2 separate regions of the Hordeum vulgare genome follow, and region 1 is linked to region 2. The links are chromatin contacts, called in public Hi-C maps. All regions are on one chromosome and are shown on one strand. The core of a region is the stretch at or near the end of the contact, and the rest is flanking DNA. Distances in the headings are between cores, read along the strand shown. Region 1 holds the start of LOC123443911 (uroporphyrinogen decarboxylase 1, chloroplastic). Region 2 holds the start of LOC123443910.

Region 1 (5,697 bases), core at 1,858-4,357, 210 kb after region 2:
ACTGGTCGACGAGTGAAGACTTAACATGAATAACTGATGGCCAAACATATACGTAATACAAATGAAGAAGTTTGGTACGCCTCACTGATAAACTGTTCGGTGTGTATTTATATGAAAACTAAAAGAACATAAAATAAGCGCATGATGAAGTATTCACTAACCTATGGATTTCATCAGTCAATACTGGTAATGGTGAAAATAGATATGCTGGGTCCACATTCCCTTGTACACTAATTCCATCACCAATGCGCCTCCTTCCATCTGCCATATCCACTGTCCAGTCAAGCCCAATAACATCAACTCCTATGTCCTTCATGCGCTCAAGCAAGCCTCCATTTCCATTTATATACAGTACGAGTGGTATGTGAGGGCATTCTGTCTTAATCTTAGCCACAATCTGCCAATGAAATAGTTTCATAAAGATCTAAAGAACATAATCAACAGAACTCTTAACTCTTGCTAACCTTACAAACTATGAACTGAAAGGTTTAAGCTGAACTCCTTAGGTTGCATTAGATATTCATTTTAAAGTGATAGGGCTCAAAAGAATCACCATTTATGACCAAAATAAGTCATCAGTATGCACCAATGGTGTTTACCTCCTTGCAGATATGTAAAGTTAAGTATAACACAATACAGTATCCAAATGCATGTATACAAGAACATGTTGCTGACATGAACATGGTTTCCGACTGTTTGTATTGATTCTTGCATGCTCGCTGTGTTCCTTGTCGGATTATAGAAGAACTCACAATCATAACCATACAGTTTCCTATTGATTCTTGCATGCTCGTTGAGGGTATAATATACCAGCAGTTACAAAGAGTTTAAAGTAGCGCGTCATATCAGAAGTATTTGAGTATAAATACAAGGAAAGATATTTTACAATACACGTTGAACTTGGGAAGATAACACTGGCAATCATTAATGCTCTATTATACAGTGCAGCTCCAACCTGGTCGACACTAGACTACCAGCCACCATGTCATAAGAAAATAGATAAGAGCGAGAGAAACGAAAGAACAGGTACCTGTCTGATGTATGGTTTTGACCATTGCTCCCACACATGAGGTGGAAGTTGCCCACCCCAAGAATCAAATATCTGTATACACTGAGCACCAGAGTTTACTTGGTAAATGATATAGTCAGATATAGCTTCTGCGAGGTGAGAGAGAAGGCCCCTCAAGACATTTGGTGCTGTGTGGCACATGCGCTTTATATTTGTGTAAGTGTTGGTCATCCCTCCTTCAACAACATAAGTTGCAATTGTCCATGGGGCCCCCACGAATCCTAGCAAAGCAGCTTTTCCATCAATCTAGCAGGTAGTGGAAACAGAGGCGTATGAGAATCTGAAGAAAATCCAGTACAAGTGCATAGATAAAGCAGATTTAGTCCAATTCTTTATACAAAGGGCTACTTATAAACAGCTTATTAATGCTGATGAGAATATTATGTGATGAGTGTATAACGTTAAACATTTAAACTAGACCACTGTACGCACAAATTAAGTAATATATGGTGATCTTAGGATGTAATATGCAAATATCGTCATTCTCATGTTTGACCACAAGCTGCTGGAAGATTTAAATTGAACCAGAGATTTGAAATAAGCATTAGCATCACCATTTATTTCAAAGCATGTAAAGGAGGAAAGCATGTGGTAATAGCTATAATATACATAACCAATGTTTAGAATGCAAAAAAAAAGGCATCGGCATAAGCCTGCCAATTAACACCCAAATGCTTGGAAACCCAACAAGTTCCATAGTCTCCTTTCTTTTGCAGCTTCCAGTTCACATTCTCAATGTTGTGAATTGTGGGTATACGCTGGCTAAGCAGAATGCATCAGCTTTTTTCATCCACACATTACATGTCACTATTTCTTTCTGAGATTTATATCATCTAGCAGCCAGGCATAGAGGCAGAAATACTCCTGAAGCTACTAAATTACGCCATCGGTTTTGGTTTTACTGACTCTACACTGTGAGCTTGATGTCAACCATGCAGCCATTGGTCCAAATCACTTTAGTCAATAATAAAAACAAGGTGCAAGCAAATACCCATACTGTTCGTCACCTATTGGACCGACAGAATCACGACAAGTTCCGTGAGTTTACTGGCAATTCTCCTATGATACACTCTTCTATGAGTCACGATAACTGCACCACAATAGCTCTACTGCTCTAGTAACCAACAATTTCATCACATAGTACCATTTTCATAACGCAAAACCACACCACTACTTGACTCCTATGAAGCCTATACAAGGGCTCTAAACAGTGCTTGATAAACTGATATAGCTAGCATCAATTCACCACAGACCACCAATGCCAATTTATTACAACAAAAAACAATAGCAATTTTAATCCTTCATAGTTAAGCATACAAATGTATCGGCATTACCTCGCTGCGCAGAATCTTGAGCGACTCCCCAACGAACTGGAGCTTATCGAGATCTATGGGAACGAGCTCCCTGACCTGTTCCTCCGTCCGCACAGGCGACTGGATCACCGGCCCCTTGGATTCCGAGATATCAAACGGCACCCCGATGGCCGGCAGCGGCGTGAGTATGTCCGAGAATAGGATGACGCCGTCGGGTGCGAAGGCGTGCCAGGGCTGTAGCGTGATTTCGACGATGAGGTCGGTGGTCTCCGACCGCTCCCGGAACGAAGGGTGGCGCTTGGACAGCGCCTGGTACGACGCCATGTACCGCCCAGCCTGCCGCATCATCCACGCCGGCGGCCTGGGCAGCCCGTCCTCGCCCCTCGCCGCACGTATGAGCAGCGGTTCTTCTGGCGATGCAGTGGGTATTGGTCAGATTGGGGCGGAAATGTCGGGGAGGGATAATAAGGAGTACTAGGGCGGTTGGTTTTACCGGACGGGAGGGAGGCGGAGATAGCAGGGAGACGGCTACGCCGGCGGTGGGTGGAGGACGAGGAGGCAGGAGCCGCGGAGAGGAAGGCGGCGGCCGTGGCCGTAGCCGTAGCGGTAGTCGTCGGGGACATCATGTTGCTCGCGAGGTCGCGCTGCTTTGCTTATCTGATTTTGGGTTGGGAGTGGGAGTTTGGGTGCGATGGAGGCAGAACGGGGGCCCAACAGCTGACGAACGTCTCCCGGTGTGCAGGTTCAGCCTGCGCATTTGGGGCGTGTTTGGTTGGCTCCCACCTGGCTCGCACCTACTCCCTCCCTTCATAAATATAAGTTTTTTAAGATATTTCATTAGAAGTCTACATACGAAGCAAAATGAATGAATCTACATTCTAAAATATATCTGTATACATCCGTATGTAGTTCATTAATGAAACCCCTTTAAAGACTTATATTTAGGAACAGAGGGAGTAACATGTAACGCCAACTCCATCGCGCGACCCCAAATCATCCGAGTGTGTTCGTTTGAGGTAAAACGGACAAATAAACGATCCACCGCGTGGGAGCATACCCATTTTTATCATGTCTGTGTCCGTTTTTAACCTATTTCCAGACCAAAGTTGCTCTGGGTTTAGGGCCAAAGCGGACAGAAAACGTCCGCCTTCGCGTCCTCTTGTCCGCTTGTGTCCGCGTATGGCCCACATGTCACCCTCTCTCCTCATCTTCTCTCCCGTGACCACCATGCACGCCCGTGCTGTCCTCCGCCGCCGCACGCGCTGCCCTCGCCCCCACCTGTGGTGCTGCCGTCGCGGGGCGCGGGCGCGGGAGCGGCCGGATCTAACCAAGCTCTCAAGAAATAGGGTAGCAGCGTTGGTGGAAGGACTTTGTCCGGCCTCTGTCCGGCGTCCGCCGTCCGTTTTTTTATCCAACCGGACAAAATACGGACGAAACCGGGCGTCCCTTTGGAGTCGCGCGATGGAGTTGGCCTAAAATCCAGCCTGTTTGGTTCCATGCATATCCTTGGCCTGGCCCGACCGATGTAAAAGGAGGCCTCTCACCCAGGCTCACGGGAACGCCGGAATCGAGCGTTTCCCTCGTGCAAGCCCAACTGATGCAAATGGCGTGCACCCATAATGCACGCGTGGGGTAGCGCCTCACTCGCAGTCGTGGGGTCAGCGCGTTCCCTCACCTCTTTCCTCTCATTTCCTTCTGGTTCCCCTCTCGAGCTTTCATCTCACCTTTCGTCGTCGTCCTCAAATCAGTGACGGTGATGGTCGAATCCTCGTCGATCTCCCCGCTGACCTCGCTCCACCGTCCGCCATCAAACTCCGTCGCCATCGCTGCCTTCCCAATGGTCGTTGCTCTGGCAGATCCACACCCCATCCACTGTAGTGGGATGGGTGCCAGACGAAGTCCCACCGCCAACGGCACCTTCCAGACGCCCCTTGCTCTGCCAGATCGACATCCCATCCATCAGAGCGGGGTGGATGGTAGTCGGAGGCCCGGGAGGTGCCAGGTTGTCTCTGCATCGTCCCATCTAAACATCAGCAGGAGCCACCCAATGTCTCCCATGTTTGTGGGGGTCCTATGATTTGCTTATGGATGGCTCATGTGCTTTACATACTTGTTTCAGGTCTTGTATTTGGCATTCCTAATCTCGCAATCTTCATCTTGTTTTTGCTCTGAATGGTGACTTACAAAATCACAAAAAGAATGTTCACTTAAACACATGTCTTGTGTCTAAGTTGCAGTTTGAGACCGATCAACACGTCTAATGCATGGAATTAAGCTCTAATTCAACTTGATTTTTGGTTAAGATTTGTTTTACTTGTTTGAGGGTGGAGCTACCCACGCAACCAAACACACCCTTGGGATGCTTGGCTGCCAACCCACAAAAGTCGTTTATCGTTGACCCGCAAAAGTCATTTACAGTTCGTAGAAAAATGTTTTTGCGGGCCGGCGTGGACGGTGGCTGAGGAGATCCCACAAAACGGACCCGTATCTGCTCGATCGCCGTCCACGCCGGCCGGCAAATCTGTTATTTGCCTTTCAATTTCGAGCATGAAAAAACATTTATTTGCTTCTTTATTTTCTTCAAAGGCATGCAACCGCATCATTAGCCTCAATTATACTAAGGAGTGCACTAATATATATTAAGTTTCTTTCTATCAATAAATCGATGTATTCTTCTTTCCAATACCAAAATGAGCATCACCTTTCCTACACACATGAACACCTCAATAAGCTACCGAAATTTAACCAAATAAGTTGACAAAGTCGAACAGAAAGAAGAACATACCTCGTCGTTATTGCATTTGAAGAATACCCATCCGAGGTGTTGACGTGTACTAGATGTGAGCCGCATCACTGTCTCTATGCACTCGTCGCACTGTATGAGCGGCATCGGCAAGCCGGCGAGCTGCTCCGCGACCACCGACCCCGGGCGATGGCCGGAAGAGTCCTTGCCGGCAGACCGATGACGGCGAATAGAGGATGAACCAGTACGTGCATGCAGTGTTGGCGCTTTGCCGGGGCTGTGTGGGGTGCTCCCCAACCAATCCATGGCTTGGCGCAGCCGCCGGTGGCCGGAAATGCCAAATCTGATGGCCGCGACAAACAGCCACCAATCTGCAGCTTTCCGGCCAGCTTAGGCACGAGGGAGTGGTGGAGGTCAATCTCGGACGTGTGGTGGCCCACCGACGTGATCCCGACGACTGGTATGGCCGGAATCGAAGGCGGCGCCCGACGGCGGTGGGTGGGGGAAAGCGTGAGCTGAAATGTCCAATCCACCAACCGTTTCCAATATATACAGGGAGCCGACGGGGCGAG
Region 2 (5,966 bases), core at 824-3,323:
ACTTTAAACCTTACTCTAGCCAATCTATAGAAGTGAGTAACTTTGTGTCCACAGGTAAGATCTCAACTGGTATGCCAATAGTCCTCCAAATACTACTACATGGGCCATCCTCAAATGAGAAAACCTGCATTGACAATTTGCAAAGCGGATTAATAACAACATACAGACAGGGAGTTTATGACATTTCAATCGTGCGCGTCCATTTTGGTTTGGGTACTTGTGCGGTTCAATTTTTGTGCAAAAGACCATAGATACACACGATGATAAGAGAGACACAACTAATCTATGCCTCAGTACTTGGGTTTCGACTAGACATCTCGACTTGAATAGTTGGACTAGTCAAGCAACTTGTTGACTAGACGTGACCCAGCAAGCACAACTAGTGGCTAGACTAATTGTGCTCACGTTAGAACGAGCCCACTCCAATAGATATATACTTCCTAGTAAGCCCAAAGTATCAACCTAGCTCCCTCCGACAACCTAATACTGGTAGCAAGATGCTGTGCTGATTCAGCAAGTGGCCATGTATTTCTGGCTCCCACTCCCTTCAAATTTTGCAGTGTAGTTAACTACTAATGTGGTATATTTGTAGCAAGTATGGTCCACTAGTCTATGCATCGCACCTCGGCGACAAGACTCGACGCTTTGACTCATAAACTTAACACATGCAAAAGTTTCTGCAACATAATGATCATGCACAATACAAAGAAGACAAAACAATACAAATGAATAGTAGTACATATTTGATTTCAATAAAGATCCTATTTCATCTCTAAGTGCTCATGAACTAGCAGTAATCAAAATATCGAAAGTGTGCAAAGGTAGGAGGAGGGTTTGGGAGTTCAAGCATACCACAGTCCACAGGGTTCCATAAGACCATAACGCACATAGGGGTGATTAGGATACATATACGCAAGATATACTCCATTAGTCTAACAAAATACCACTAAGACTTGCAATGCATAAATTAGATTTGATTGTTGCCACGTTCGAAAGAGGTGCTGACAGTGATACCTCATGCTACCTCTCATGGAACTGCTATACTAGGAAGTGTGAACGTCGAAGTCAGAACTAAGAGATTAGTTGCATTACCGAATAGTACATCAGATACGGAATCTGAACTTGTTGTGTATACCATCAAGGAATATCACTTGTCGAAGCAAACCAACTAATGAACGAAACAATAAAGACACGGCAACACGCGTTCCAGTATTCAGAAGGAAGCAGTTGAGCCACGCACCTTCATTTCGTAGCCCATCGCCTCCAGCACAGAGGCTACGCTGATCATCTGAAGCTGCATTGCGTCGGGAGAGAGATCCCCAAACACCTAAACGAAGTGCAATGGAAAATCAGAACCAAAATCGCGAGAAAACAGAACCCAAGCACCATCCAGCTCAATAACTCACCAAGGCGAGGCGCGGCTTCCGGACCCCGACCCTCTTTACGGGTCTCCCGAGCTCCGCCAAGCTCTGAGCATCCTGACTCCGCTCCCTCGCCCACTTGTCCCGCAGCCTCGTGGGCTCGAACGTGAGGCCCTCGCCGGCCTCCAGCCCGCCGAGGCCGCGAGGCAGCACGGCTTCGGCCCGGCCCTGCCCCCCGCCCGCGCTGGCGCGTCGAGAAGGGAGCAGCATCGTCGGGTTCTCGACGACGACCGATCCGGGGAGGAAGGTGTACACGAGAATGGTGACGAAGAAGAAGGCGGCGGCGGTGCCGATCCACTGAAGGAAGTCCACCTTGTCGAACAGCAGGAACCGCGCGAGCCTGGATCTCATGCCTGGCCTCCGCGCCGCGCCCCCGCCGCCCGACGGGGCGCGCGGCACCGGGGCCGGCGCCGCCGCGCGCTTGTAGCTCCCCGACCCGGCGGCGCTGTCGAGGGAGCCCATCGGCACTCGTCCTAGGGTTTCGGGGCGGCCGCGCCGGTGGAGAGCATGGCGGGTGAGCGAGCGAGCGATTAGAAGCGGAGCAGTTGAGGGGAGCTGGGGACTGTGGAAGACTCGTGAGTCGTATTTAGCGAAGGAGGCGTTGCGTTGCGCTGCACCTGTTTCGTTCGTTTGGTCCGAGAGGGATGGGGGCGACTGGCGAGGACGAAGGGGCCTGGTGTGGTTTAAGGCGGAGCCGAGGCGGCGCTGGGACGTCGGATCGAAATCCGACCGACGGCGGGGTCTCGGGGGTTTAGCCTCGCGGAGCATGGGGCCGCGTGTTTCGGGAACCGGATGGAGTTACCACGTCTTGGGCTCCGTGTCATGCTGCTGCCACGCCGCCATGGGTGTTACAGGGAATGACAGGTGGGACGACTTCTTTCAGGGCCCGCCTGGCAGCCTCAAGGGTCAGCCGTTTATCGGGTGAGCTTCTACCTGTTTTGCAGTCTCTGGCGACATGTTTTTTCTCGTGCGCCGCAGTGCTACTTGCCTGGGATGGAAATAATTAATCAGAATATGAATGAAACCACTCGGGGAGAAAAGTGACAGGGAAAAGGGAGAGCGTTGATTCGTCCTTCGACCGTAAAGTCTGGGAACGGTGGGGCGGGGTACATGGTTGTTACCTCACCTGGGGAAGGGAGGGAGAGAACCGGGTGGCTCCGTGGCCGAAAGCTCCAGCCGTGGCGGCCACAAAGCGAGCGTTGCGTCCGGCCAAAGGAGAAATATGCCGCCCCGCTGCGGACGCAACGCAGCGCGTGTGTGCGGCTAGGGAATGTGTTGCGTAAACCGTGAGGACAACTAATGCTGTGTTTGGTTGAAGGGATGTTCTTCCAGAACGGGGATAAACACTTTTTTCTGTGGTTGTCATGCGTTTGGATCTGGGACGAGGAGGGATAGCGTCAACCAGATGCTGGGAATATTCTTTAAACAAAGGGATGTGGCCAACCGCCAAAAACGGACGGGCGGTGGCAACCACCCTGGGGCGGCCGACACGGCAGGGCGTGGGAGGCGGCCGGCGCGGGAGGGCGGCCGGCGCGGGTGGAGGCGGCCGGCACGGGTGGCGGCCGGCGCGGGTGGCGCAGGAGGAGGCCGACGCGGCAGGATTCCATCCTCCCAACCAAACAAAAAAAAGGATAAACTTACCCTACCAACCAAACAAAAAAGGGTTATATCCCCAGCCACCTGGTTGGGGATACCCACAACCACCCTAGCCTATCCCTCCAACCAAACACACCCTACAATGCGGCGTCGATTGTTTAAGGTTGGTTGTAATGGGAGTATCATATATTAGTATCGTGTATATGATACTAGTGTAGTATGATACTACACCCGTAATGCATAGTATCATATGTTACTTCCTCTGTCACGGTTTAGAAGGCATGCTTGAAAAATTTCTCGGATCAAGGTAGTCACCGATTGGTTGTGAGATGTAGCAGGTATAGATGCTAATGCGCCTAACCAACTGAAAAAATACTAGTATTAATGTGTGATCAGCAAATTGAGAGGGTGCATGCATGAATAGTACTAGTACTAATTAATATGAGTAATTGCTTTCGCGCCTTAAACCAGATCTATTTTGGAAACGCACGCAAGTCTAACTGTGCCTTCTAAACCGTGACGGAGGAAGTAGCATCATAGGATAGATTATTTATTGCCATGCATGACACATAGTAGCATAACATTTAATATGATACGGTATCATAATATGATACTCAACCCTCTCGTTCTTCATTTAATTCTATGCCACCTCATCAAAATTGCTTAGTTGACATGCATGATAATAGCTATGATACTACCATTACGACCAGCCTAAGTTGAGATCGATAGAAAACGCAGTCTAACGCGTCGACGCGAATAGATGTCGTAATCCATTTTTATTTAAATTTGGTTGGGTTTGCATCGGTGTGGACGCATTCGATGCTCGCCCTTGTTCTTTGACCCGCCCGTGGGTGACACACCTCACACCTCTCGCCACGTCACCCTCACTGTTGTCGTCCACTTCCCGTTGGTTGGATGTGTCTAGGCCGCCATCGCGTCCACGCTTTCCCCCCGTCTCCATGTCGCATCTGATGTCCGCTCTTGCCGGCATGTTGATGGCCTCTTTTCACGTCGTCATAACACCTTCATGGGAACACCACCCCCTCTCCTCCATGGCCGTCAGCCGCTCTCCACGTTCGGCTACCTCGCACCAAGGTTGCCCTCACTTCCACGGGCATGCTGCATGTACGGGAGGAGAGGCACGTGGCTCTTCACCGGCCGCTACTCCACCACGCCCATAAGGTGTTCGACATTTGTGTCGGCAATGTACCATGGATAGTTGGGATGGGTTCGTTTTCAATAACTTCATGTGTTAATGATGAGGATTTTGTGAATTCAATGTTGGAAATATGTCCTAGAGGCAATGATAATATAGTTATTATTATATTTCTTGTTTCAAGATAATCGTTTATTATCCATTCTATAATTGTATTGAATGAAAGCATAGATACATGTGTGGATACATAGACAAAACAATGTCCCTAGAAAGCCTCTAGTTGGCTAGCCAGTTGATCAAGGATGGTTTGATCAAGGATGGTCAAGGTTTTCTGACCATATGCAAGTGTTGTCACTTGATAACTAGATCACATCATTAGGAGAATCATGTGATGGACTAGACCCAAACTATAAACGTAGCATGTGATCGTGTCATTTTGTTGCTATTGTTTTCTGCGTGTCAAGTATTTATTCCTATGACCATGAGATCATATAACTCACTAACATCGGAGGAATACCATGTGTGTATCAAACGTCGCAACGTAACTGGCTGACTATAAAGGTGCTCTACAGGTATCTCCGAAGGTGTCCGTTGAGTTAGCATGGATCAAGACTAGGATTTGTCGCTCCGTGTGACGGAGAGGTATCCCGGGGCCCACTCGGTAATACAACATCACAACCAAGCCTTGCAAGCAATGTGACTAAGTGTAAGTCATGGGATCTTGTATTACAGAACGAGTAAAGAGATTTGTCGGTAACGAGATTGAAATAGGTATACGGATATCGACGATTGAATCTCGGGCAAGTAACATACCGAAGGACAAAGGGAATGACATACGGGATTATATGAATCCTTGACACTGAGGTTCAGCCGATAAGTTCTTCGGAGAATATGTAAGATCCAATATGGGCATCCAGGTCCCGCTATTGGATATTGACCGAGGAGTGTCTCGGGTCATGTCTACATAGTTCTCGAACCCGCATGGTCTGCACACTTAAGGTTCGATGATGTTTTAGTATAGTTGAGTTATGTGTGTGGTTACCGAATGTTGTTCGGAGTCTCGGATGAGATCACGGACGTCACGAGGGTTTCCGGAATGGTTCGGAAACGAAGATTGATATATAGGATGGTTTCATTTGGTCACCGAAAGGTTTCGGGCATTTCCGGCAGTGTACGGGGAGTGACGAATGGGTTCTGGGTATTCACCGGGAGGGGCCCACCCACCTGAAAGTGAGCCGAGTAACCCTAGGGTGACGCACCAACCCTTAGTGTGTTGGTGGAGCCAGCCCAAGAGGGCTATGGTGCCACAGGTAAAAAAATCAAAGGAAAAAAAGGAAAGAGGGAGGTGGGAAGGAAGAGGAGGACTCCTCCTTCCCCAAACCGAATTGGAGAAGGAGTCCTCCTCTCCCTTCGGTCGGCGCACCCTTGGGGTCCTTGAGCCCCAAGGCTAGCCCCTCCCCTCCTCCTATATATACTGGTGGTTTTAGGGCTTTTGAGACACAACTTTGCCACATGCAACTCAAACCTATACCACATAGTTTTACCTCTAGATCGGATTTTTGCGGAGCTCGGGCGGAGCCCTGCAGGAGTAGATCATCACCACCACCGGAGCGCCATCACGCTGTCGGAGAACTCGTCTACTTCTCTGTGTCTCTTGCTGGATCAAGAAGGCCGAGATCATCATCGAGCTATACGTGTGCTGAACGCGGAGGTGCCGTCCGTTCGGCGCTAGATCGGAACGGATCGTGGGACGACGGTGATTTGAATCACGAAGCTGTACCACTACATCAACC

Evidence for each region. Hi-C and Micro-C count contacts between places; a contact is called where the count stands out from the background.
Region 1: a Hi-C map of seedling shows a contact between it and region 2, with 3 times the contacts expected there. The contact joins the promoter of LOC123443911 here to the promoter of LOC123443910 in region 2. A contact is called at or near these places in 2 of 6 Hi-C or Micro-C datasets (leaf and seedling) and 1 of 1 datasets of contacts at active chromatin or transcription factors (embryo).

Annotation. Positions count from the first base shown.
Region 1 is chr3H:377,749,841-377,755,537 of MorexV3_pseudomolecules_assembly, forward strand. It overlaps LOC123443911 (uroporphyrinogen decarboxylase 1, chloroplastic), which reads right to left and starts at 3,108. Exons shown (of 5, transcript XM_045120470.1): 1 at 2,876-3,108; 2 at 2,404-2,792; 3 at 1,031-1,315; 4 at 162-397. The coding sequence starts at 3,008.
Region 2 is chr3H:377,544,107-377,550,072 of MorexV3_pseudomolecules_assembly, forward strand. LOC123443910 reads right to left here and starts at 2,074. Exons shown (of 14, transcript XM_045120469.1): 1 at 1,407-2,074; 2 at 1,241-1,327; 3 at 15-124. The coding sequence starts at 1,883.